Linked DNA regions of Zea mays: region 2 is linked to region 1. Evidence: chromatin contacts called from public Hi-C data. All regions are on one chromosome and are shown on one strand. The core of a region is the stretch at or near the end of the contact, and the rest is flanking DNA. Distances in the headings are between cores, read along the strand shown.

Evidence for each region. A called contact is a pair of places that touch in the nucleus more often than the background predicts.
Region 2: a contact with region 1 is called in a Hi-C map of bundle sheath, with 3 times the contacts expected there. The contact joins the promoter of LOC103626734 here to the enhancer-like site in region 1. A contact is called at or near these places in 7 of 25 Hi-C or Micro-C datasets (bundle sheath, ear, leaf and 1 more).

Annotation. Positions count from the first base shown.
Region 1 is chr5:98,505,954-98,510,152 of Zm-B73-REFERENCE-NAM-5.0, reverse strand. No RefSeq gene overlaps it. Among protein-coding and RNA genes, the nearest start is that of LOC103626734, 40 kb to the left of the region's middle. Within about 2 kb of position 2,277, at least 13 of the 20 cell types and tissues checked have an H3K27ac peak or open chromatin away from gene starts, as enhancers often do. A contact at or near this core is called in bundle sheath, ear, leaf and 1 more, where this site is marked.
Region 2 is chr5:98,546,619-98,550,817 of Zm-B73-REFERENCE-NAM-5.0, reverse strand. LOC103626734 (probable sucrose-phosphate synthase 2) reads right to left here and starts at 2,302. Exons shown (of 13, transcript XM_008647115.3): 1 at 1,919-2,302; 2 at 1,730-1,819; 3 at 296-504; 4 at 19-82. The coding sequence starts at 2,107.

The DNA of each region.
Region 1 (4,199 bases), core at 1,028-3,527:
GCTGGATCCGTCGCTGTCGTAGCTTCCCGACCGGATCTGTCGATACCCCTTCTATTCTGCCGTGGGTGCAGCCACCCGACCAACACATACGCGTGCGCTGCCGCCGACCTCCCTAGCGATGCTCCTCAACGTCTGGACACGGAAAGAAGCCAGAAGGCCCTCGAGCCTGCTGCTGCTCTCCTTTTATTGTGTCACCCCGCCGACCATTGATGCTCGAATGTCGACCCTCCGAAGAACGAGGCAGCGCATCATCTACACAGAGTGCACACTAGTCTCTATTCCAACCGCAACACTCGCACCCTCATGATGCTGCGACTGCGGGAAGATTTCAACACGTCGACTCTTACCTTCGTCTTCTACTTCAGTCTCATCATTTACGGTGCTCCCGTTGTGATTGCGGGGGATGTTAGAGTGTGTGTTTCTATTATCTATGTATGTGTAATTGGGTTGACACCACTATTGGGCTATCGGCCCATTAGAGTTAGGGATTTCTCTGAGTCTATATATATATAACCTTCCTCTATGCAATAGATATGAAGTTCCAGTTTCCAATACCAAGTAATAATTTACTAGTACATATATGTATACATGAGAAAAAAACTAGACTTGAATCTAGTGTTCTATATAGGTCAGATAGAATGTGCTTTGTAAGCCAGGTATGAATTCATGAATCTGATAACGAACGCCTTTGCATTGTAAAGCAAAATAGCCAATCAATGAGTTACTTTACCAGTGTGCATAGTTTGATACGGAACGACAAACAAGGCCGAAACAAACATAAAAAAAATCAACATAGGAGTTATATACAATGAAGTATTTAAGAGTGTTTGTTTTGAAGAATCACTTAATTCAAGATGAGACGTTGTATTATAAATCCAATTCTTAAATTTGGTGGGATGACTCCATTATTTATGTTAGTATTAAGTAATTAATTATGAGTAATAAGTTGATAATGGATCAACTCATTCTATTCTACTCCTTCAATTTTTTTTTATTTATCGCGTTTTAGTTCAAAAATATATTAACGGAGTGACAAATATTCAAGAATGAAGTATAAACAAAAAAAAGTGATAAATGAGAAGATGATAGACTAGTTTATTACTCAAACCTTATTACACGACGATCATGTATTTTAGTCGTGTTTATTCCAGCAGGCGAGCAGATGGAGCTGGCTTAAACAGCAGCCAGGCCGAACAACTCCGACGAACGCAGGAAGCTGATTAGACGGAATAATTTCGGCATCAGAACGTCCTATCTTGCTAATCCTGTAAACGCTTCACTGTACATGACTCCTGCATAGAATTTTTTCCCCGGAATTTTGGACCCTACAGTTAAAAATAATTGTTACTTCGAAGAACAGCAACAACCAAGCCGTCGTCCGTTCGTAAACAATTCTTGGAATGGTTGAATCTGGCTGAAGTTTCAGAACATAGGTAGACTCCTTCGCTATCACGCACCCTCCGCGACGGATGCTCAAATTCGACAGCACCCAAGAAACTAGCTAGGGCTCAAGAGTCAAGAGACAAGCTTAATTTAGGAGCCGTCCAGCTTCTGCATAAGCTAAGCTGCATCAGTATCCAGAGAACATAGAAAACATTTTTAGTACTAGTTTGAGAACCTCATTTTTCTAAATGAATCTTATTTTCATAAGAGAAAAAGAACTAATTTTCTTTAGAAAAATAAAACTACCTTAAAAAATAAAATTTCCAAGCCCTTAGATGTTAAAAAAACAAACAAATTAGAGGAACCGAAACCATTTAGTAGGGAATGAGAGTTATCATTTGTGGCTTAGTGGGAATTTAAAAAATGAAAAATGGATCTCTAAAGCTATCTCCAGCAGATCTTCTATCTCATTTTTTTATTTAGGGCTAGTTTGAGAACATCATTTTCTTATGTGATTTCTATTTTCATAAGGAAAAATAAACTAATTTTTTTTGGGAAAATGAAAATCCTCTGGAAAAATGTGGTTTCCAAGCTAGCTCTTAAATTTTTCTTTGTAAACAGTGTCATCTACAATTCTGTACCGCCTGTTTTCTATGAGATCGATCGAGTCGAAAAGGACCGGGACTAACGGCTGCCACCAATTGAGCCACTATGAATATCTCTCCTGGCCTCCTGTTGCAGCCATGCACACACATGAAAAGCTGTCTCATTCTGGTAGATAGAGAACAGCACCGCGCGCGGCAGTACCAGACGGTGGTCCATTCATCCCCTGAGCAGAATCATATCTACATTGCAGAGCCATAACCATAGGAACCTGTGTCCTGCAACGCCCTGAAAGAGATAAGAGGGCCAATGGCAGCATGGGAGCTGTAAAGCAGGCATCTATCTATCTGCATCAGAGCCAGATCACACCCTTCGAGCCTGAAAACGATAAGCTCCGTCCAGAGGATCACACGCACCGCACGTAGGATATGCGTGTAGATGCCCGCTTTTTTTTTTTTTTGTTCTCTCTCTTTTTCTGCCTTGCATTGCATATATATGGCTGACAGGCTGCACTTGTGCTTCTTTAGTAGTATTAGCAGCAGTAGCAGCATGTCGTAGTTGTATAGGGTACCAGGATGGGGTGCTATGCCTGAATTTATTGTGGCCTGAATGGACTTCGTGATCTGAAACTGAAATCGCTTATCCGCACTGTATGGCAACGGAGTTTTTCCAACAGATAGCAGTATCCTCCACTCCAAAACAAAACCAAGTATTTTTTTCCCAAGATTTGGAACTTATTGGCAGATGCCAAAACTCCCTGTCATATATATACTATGATGGGAAAAACTCATATATATGCTCGTTGCTCTGATCCTTGATGGTCCAGGCGAACATACCTGTGGTAGCGTTGGATGCAAGCTATCCACCCGTAGCAACGGAAGTTGCGCGTTCTAAGAAAGCTCATCTGTTCGGAACATATACCTTTCTCCTTATGTTGGAATATATTCTTCGCGCGCCACATAGACTGAGAGCACGTGTTGCTATAGATGATAATGAACTTTAAATTTTACGCTATAAGATTTAAGAATTGTTGGAAAAATTAACAATGCCTAAGATTAATTTTATAATGCAGCATAAAACGAAAAACCCAGATAATATCGACAACATTAGAACAAAACAGATCTGAACTATTTCAACAAGATTAACACATAAAAGAAGAATCGACAACGGATCTAACTATAAGACCGTCATCGCAATAAACTGAAAAAGCAAATTTACTCACAGTGATTTCCACGAGTGTTGAAGAAGAACCCGAACGGACGTGCGCGAAGCACTTCCCAGAAACCTGATTCGCCGGCACCTATGCAGGTCGTCAAAATACCAGCGGTGGTTCGGAGACACCACTCTCCTTTGATCTGCCGCACGACAGACGAAACGATGGCAGTGCAGAGAAGTGACAGCGCATAGAATTGAGAAGAAGAGGACGAGTCGGTTGTTATTCGCATGTTTCCTCCAACTGAAAGACGTCTGCCCTATATAGATGGGCCACCGCAACCCCTTGATTAGATCTGCTAAATTCCAGAAACCGCCCTCTGGAATATCTCTATGTGCAACCGTCCAGAGATCTCGCACGTAACGTGCGTGCCCATTCCTACTGGTTGACATGGCAATCTAGGTGTGATATTTGATAACCAAATAAACAAAAAGAAAAAAATTAAACTGCCGTTTAGAACTCATCACAACGCGATCGCGCATTTTCATAAGTCACAAGTCACGCGATAAATAACGCGAAAAAACGTGAAACGCGAACGAGCGTGCACGCGTGACAGCCTCCATAGCCCTTTATTTGTGTCATGTTAAGAGTAGATAACACTCCACCATATAAGCTAGTTCTCTCCTACCTAGATGGACGATATGAGACTAAAGTCCCATGCCATCTATATATACATACCACCTTGGCTTCCTTATTGAATTAAGCCGTACACTAGTGAGCCTAATTCCAACAAGGATCAGATCAGATTAGAATCAGACCATATTTCTATTTATTTTAGAACTAAAATTTATTTAGGGCTCTATTATTTTGTGAAGAGCCATTTAGATCGTGATCCATTACCACCCTATCTGTTGTCCACTCAGGTGTCTATGGTGGAGATAGGTATATGGAGGAGGAAAACAGATGAAAATGTGGCCAGTTCAGAGGTGCTGTTAGCTGATTCTGTCAGACTTGCTGTGCACTCAAATTTCACAGCATAGTAACAAGAATTCATGTTGTT
Region 2 (4,199 bases), core at 1,053-3,552, 41 kb before region 1:
TGAGTGCAACAAGATTACCTGGCCACCCGTATCTGAATCTCGGCCAAGCTCCATATTCTCACCACGGACCAGACCATGTAGACTGCAATATAAAGTGCAAACAGATTAACGAAGGCTAGATGCGCATATGCCTGAGCAATTCATTTGCCTTTCCACTAGGAAACACCACAAAATTAAGCAATTGTTAGGGCAAAAAAAATATCAGTGCCCGTTCAAATGCTAACAAGAAAAAGAAAAGAACCATTTCTTCCATGCTTCCTATTTAAAAACGATTTGGAAGGAATAATATCTATACCTGATCAATACTATGTATAGCTTGTCAATTGAACTTGTTTTAGGTGAGCTCCCCGTGGTGCTGTCCCCGTATGCGACAGATGGATCACCAGCATCTTCTCCTTTTTCTCCTTCAAAGAGATCTTCAGACATATCTGCAGTAGCATCAGCTCGTGTTTTCTCAGTTTCTGGCTGGCGTTTTGACATACGACAAGCTTCTTCTTTCTCGAACTGCATATACAAATATGTATTTGAAAAATATAGGACAAAACTAGAAAGATAAGAAATAGATAAACTCTAATAATAACCTAGCAGAAGCAGAAGAATATGGACCTTTGCGCTCTTTGATATAGAGGAAACTTAGTACGTGCTACAACTAATGTAGACTTAGGTCTTACAAAGTTACCAAAGCAGTAAAATGTAAAACCTGAGCTCAACTGGTAAATCAGAGGTAGACTAAGGGCTTGTTTGAATGAGCTAGAGCTAATAGTTAGCTGGCTAAAAATTCCTAGTGCAATTAGTTGGCTAACTATTAGCTGATTTTAGATAGGTTGAACCAACTAATGAACTAATGGATGGTTGAGGGTGCAACTAATAGTTAGCTGGACTATTAGTTGGGGTGTTTGGATGTCTCCAGCTAAAAGCAGCTAATAACTGAACTATTAACTAGACTGTTTGGATGTCTCTAGCTAATTTTAGCAGCTAGTACATTCAAACAGGACCTAAAATTACTGTGCAAAAGTGCTTAACTCTATGATGGTGGAAATATTAGTCAAAACAGAATGTGTTGTTTCTTGGGGACAGAATAATATCAGTAGAGGGCTTTAGAATGGATAAAAAGGATGCTGAAATGGATATGCAGTGTCATCACGCTCCCATTGGCTCAGCTAGTCAACTAGTGGGTAGTGGACATTCATGAAATTCCTATGTTCCCAGCATCTGTCGCAATTGGTCCAGCTACTGGACAAGTGAAAGCCATCTACAAACTTCTTTCATGAAATTCCCTTGTTCCCAGCATCTGTCACAATTGGTCCAGCTACTGAACAAGTGAAAGCCATTTACAAGCTAACAGTGACTAGAAACATAGGGACAGCAGTAGCAGCTGAAAAACTTAGGAAAGACTGGCAAAGTACAATGTCAAAGCTGTATCAGAGACCAATGCCGTCGGAAAACAACTCCTCGCGCAAGTCAATATGATGTTTAGCTTATGTATCTCATCTTTAACTGATCTGGTTGCGTGCAAACGTCACCTAGCAAGTACAACGTCCAGTTCTAAGCCTGTAAGTCTCTAACTGAGGGAAAGTAAAAGAAATGATCGATCTAACAAGCACAGATAATCAGCAACATCTATGCAGAATACCCGCCACAAAACTCATCCAACGTCAAATGATACTTCGTAGTGGCAATCTATAGCACAGTCCAAGCTGAGAAGCAACCGGAGAAAAACCGAGCTTACCTCCTTCTTCTTCCTTGCAAGGTTCCAGATCCTCCACGTCATGTTCTCGAGCCGCGTGTTCCTCTCCTGCGGGCTCCGCATGGCGTTCGCCTGCAGACACGGCACACCCAGATCGGTAACGGAATCACAGCAACAGCAACGGAAGATAAGAGGTGGAATTGGCGTTGGCCGCATCGGCAACGGACGTACGCGTAGCCATGTCTTGTAGAGGTCGGTCTCGTCGTACCCGGTGATGACCTCCTCGACGAAGTAGCGCGCGGGGGAGAAATGGCCGCGCTCGCGGAGGAGGAGGGAAGGCCGGTCGCCGCCGATGGCAGCCTTTCCGGCGTCTAGGATGGCGTCGAGGTAGCTGTTGATCCAATTATCGTTGCCCGCCATCGCCGCCGCCGGCGAGATGAGATCGGGGGACGGGATGGGAGGGGAGTTGAGGCCAGGCTGAGGGAGGAAGAAAAGGAGAGGAGGAGGTGAGCAGAAATAGCGAGTTAAAAAAATATAATAAGAGGCGCTGGAATTATTATAGCAAATGAAAAAAAAGGAAGGTGGCTCATAATGGGGTGAGTAGACAATAAGGAAACAGTGTGGTGGCAACTGTGACATAATTTTTTTTAATTCAAATGGAATGGTCAATTCAAAAATGAGTTTATTATCAATATTCTATAGTATCATTGAAAATGTTTATGTATACTGATATACATGGAGATTCTGTTTCGACTAGGTTTTCCTGGATTTGTGCTCTTTGCCATCATTTTCAGCTAAAGATGTTGGGGACGGACACTATTTTTGTACGCATCCAATGATCGCGTAATCCTGTGGGACTTCGTTGATTTTTTATAAAACTTAGAAGAACTGTATTGCTGAAAGACATGTGACGTTATATCTTGGTACCTTATACATATTTTTTTGAATAATTAAGTTAAATTTACAACGTTTGAATTTAAAATTTCTAACAGCATCCTCAAACGTAATTAGTATAAATATACGCACAATGCTCTCAGGAAAATAATCTGAGAGAATGACAAAAATTATTAAAGTCGACACAAACGAAATGGCGCATGGACTAGAGAGCACACGGCCCAGTGGGCTTCTGGCTAGCATGCTTCCAAGGTCCGGTATTATAAAAAGACTTTTTAGGGCCCACAATGGTTAACCCAGATGTTCTGTTCTAACTTGCACATTCAGATCCGAAATTCCGAATAGTGTAACGATAAAAATAAGCGTTTTCTCTGGAGACTGGAGAAGCGGTACCAAATACAGCACACGTGATCCAGCAAATACGAGCCGTTGTACAGACTCATCCAGCTTGCGCGCCAACTGGTTCTTCACCGGAGTCAACCGCCAGCCCGGCGGTGCTCCCTCCTCTTCATCAATTTCAGTGGCAGAGCTAGTATTTAGTTAGTTTTCCACGAGTTAAATTGAAATTGTTGAGCTAATTTTATTTTTTAATTGTCCTTTTGTATTTTATTAAAAATGAGGATCTCAATTGTAAACTTTACTCTTAGCAACATGTACTGCGGTGCTAATGGTCGAGATAGACCGTGTTTCTAACCGAGTATAAAAATTTAAGTTTAACGATCCCTATTTTAATAAGTAGTAGCATGAGAGATTAGAAGAATACCCTTCATTAAATGTAAAGATTCTTACGGGACATATGGATATTGTAACCGGTCATCTTAGCATTTATTACATTTTTATCCAACTGACGCCAAAAGCAGTAATACGAATATAGACGCGCCAAACACATTAACAAAAACGAAAAACATTCAATATTTGAAAATGTCGCTGCTCCGCCACCGCTCCTTTCTCATGGTTATAAAACACTCCAGCCTTTAAAGCACTCACCAGCCTGTTAAACACAAAACGCAAACATCACATATGTTGATCGATTTTAATAAGTTGTCGTTGGATGGAAATGAAGATGGTGTACCTGAGGTTGGTGGAGTCTTTTCTTTTGTTCCTCCACGTCAAATACTCCATCCTTTTGATCTAAATGTCCCAATGGATTAACAACAAGAGAACCTGCATCCATCTAGGTAAACATTCACAAAAAATATCTAGGAGTACAAAAGAATCTAAAACCCCTAAAAAGGGCATAGCCATCTTTAGTCAGCACTCAGGACTAAACCCCTTCCTTTTTTTCCAAGATGCTAATTTATGAATTACTACATGTGTAGCAGTGTTGCTAAAAAATTATGGTGTTTCTGGTTATATTCTTGATATAAATATGGTGTAATTTTTCAACAAAATGTACAAATTATTTTGTAGTGACAATTTATATTTTTTTGTCATGGATATTAAATCTTATACGTTTTGTGTTCGTGTATATGCGTGGCCTTGTTTTTTATGAATGTTGAAATATAACATATGCTTATCTTTAATGAATACACATTGTGCTTGATCTACGTGATGGTATGGCATATATGTATACTTGATGTGTTTTTATATATTAAACTATCTCCAACAGTTTACACAT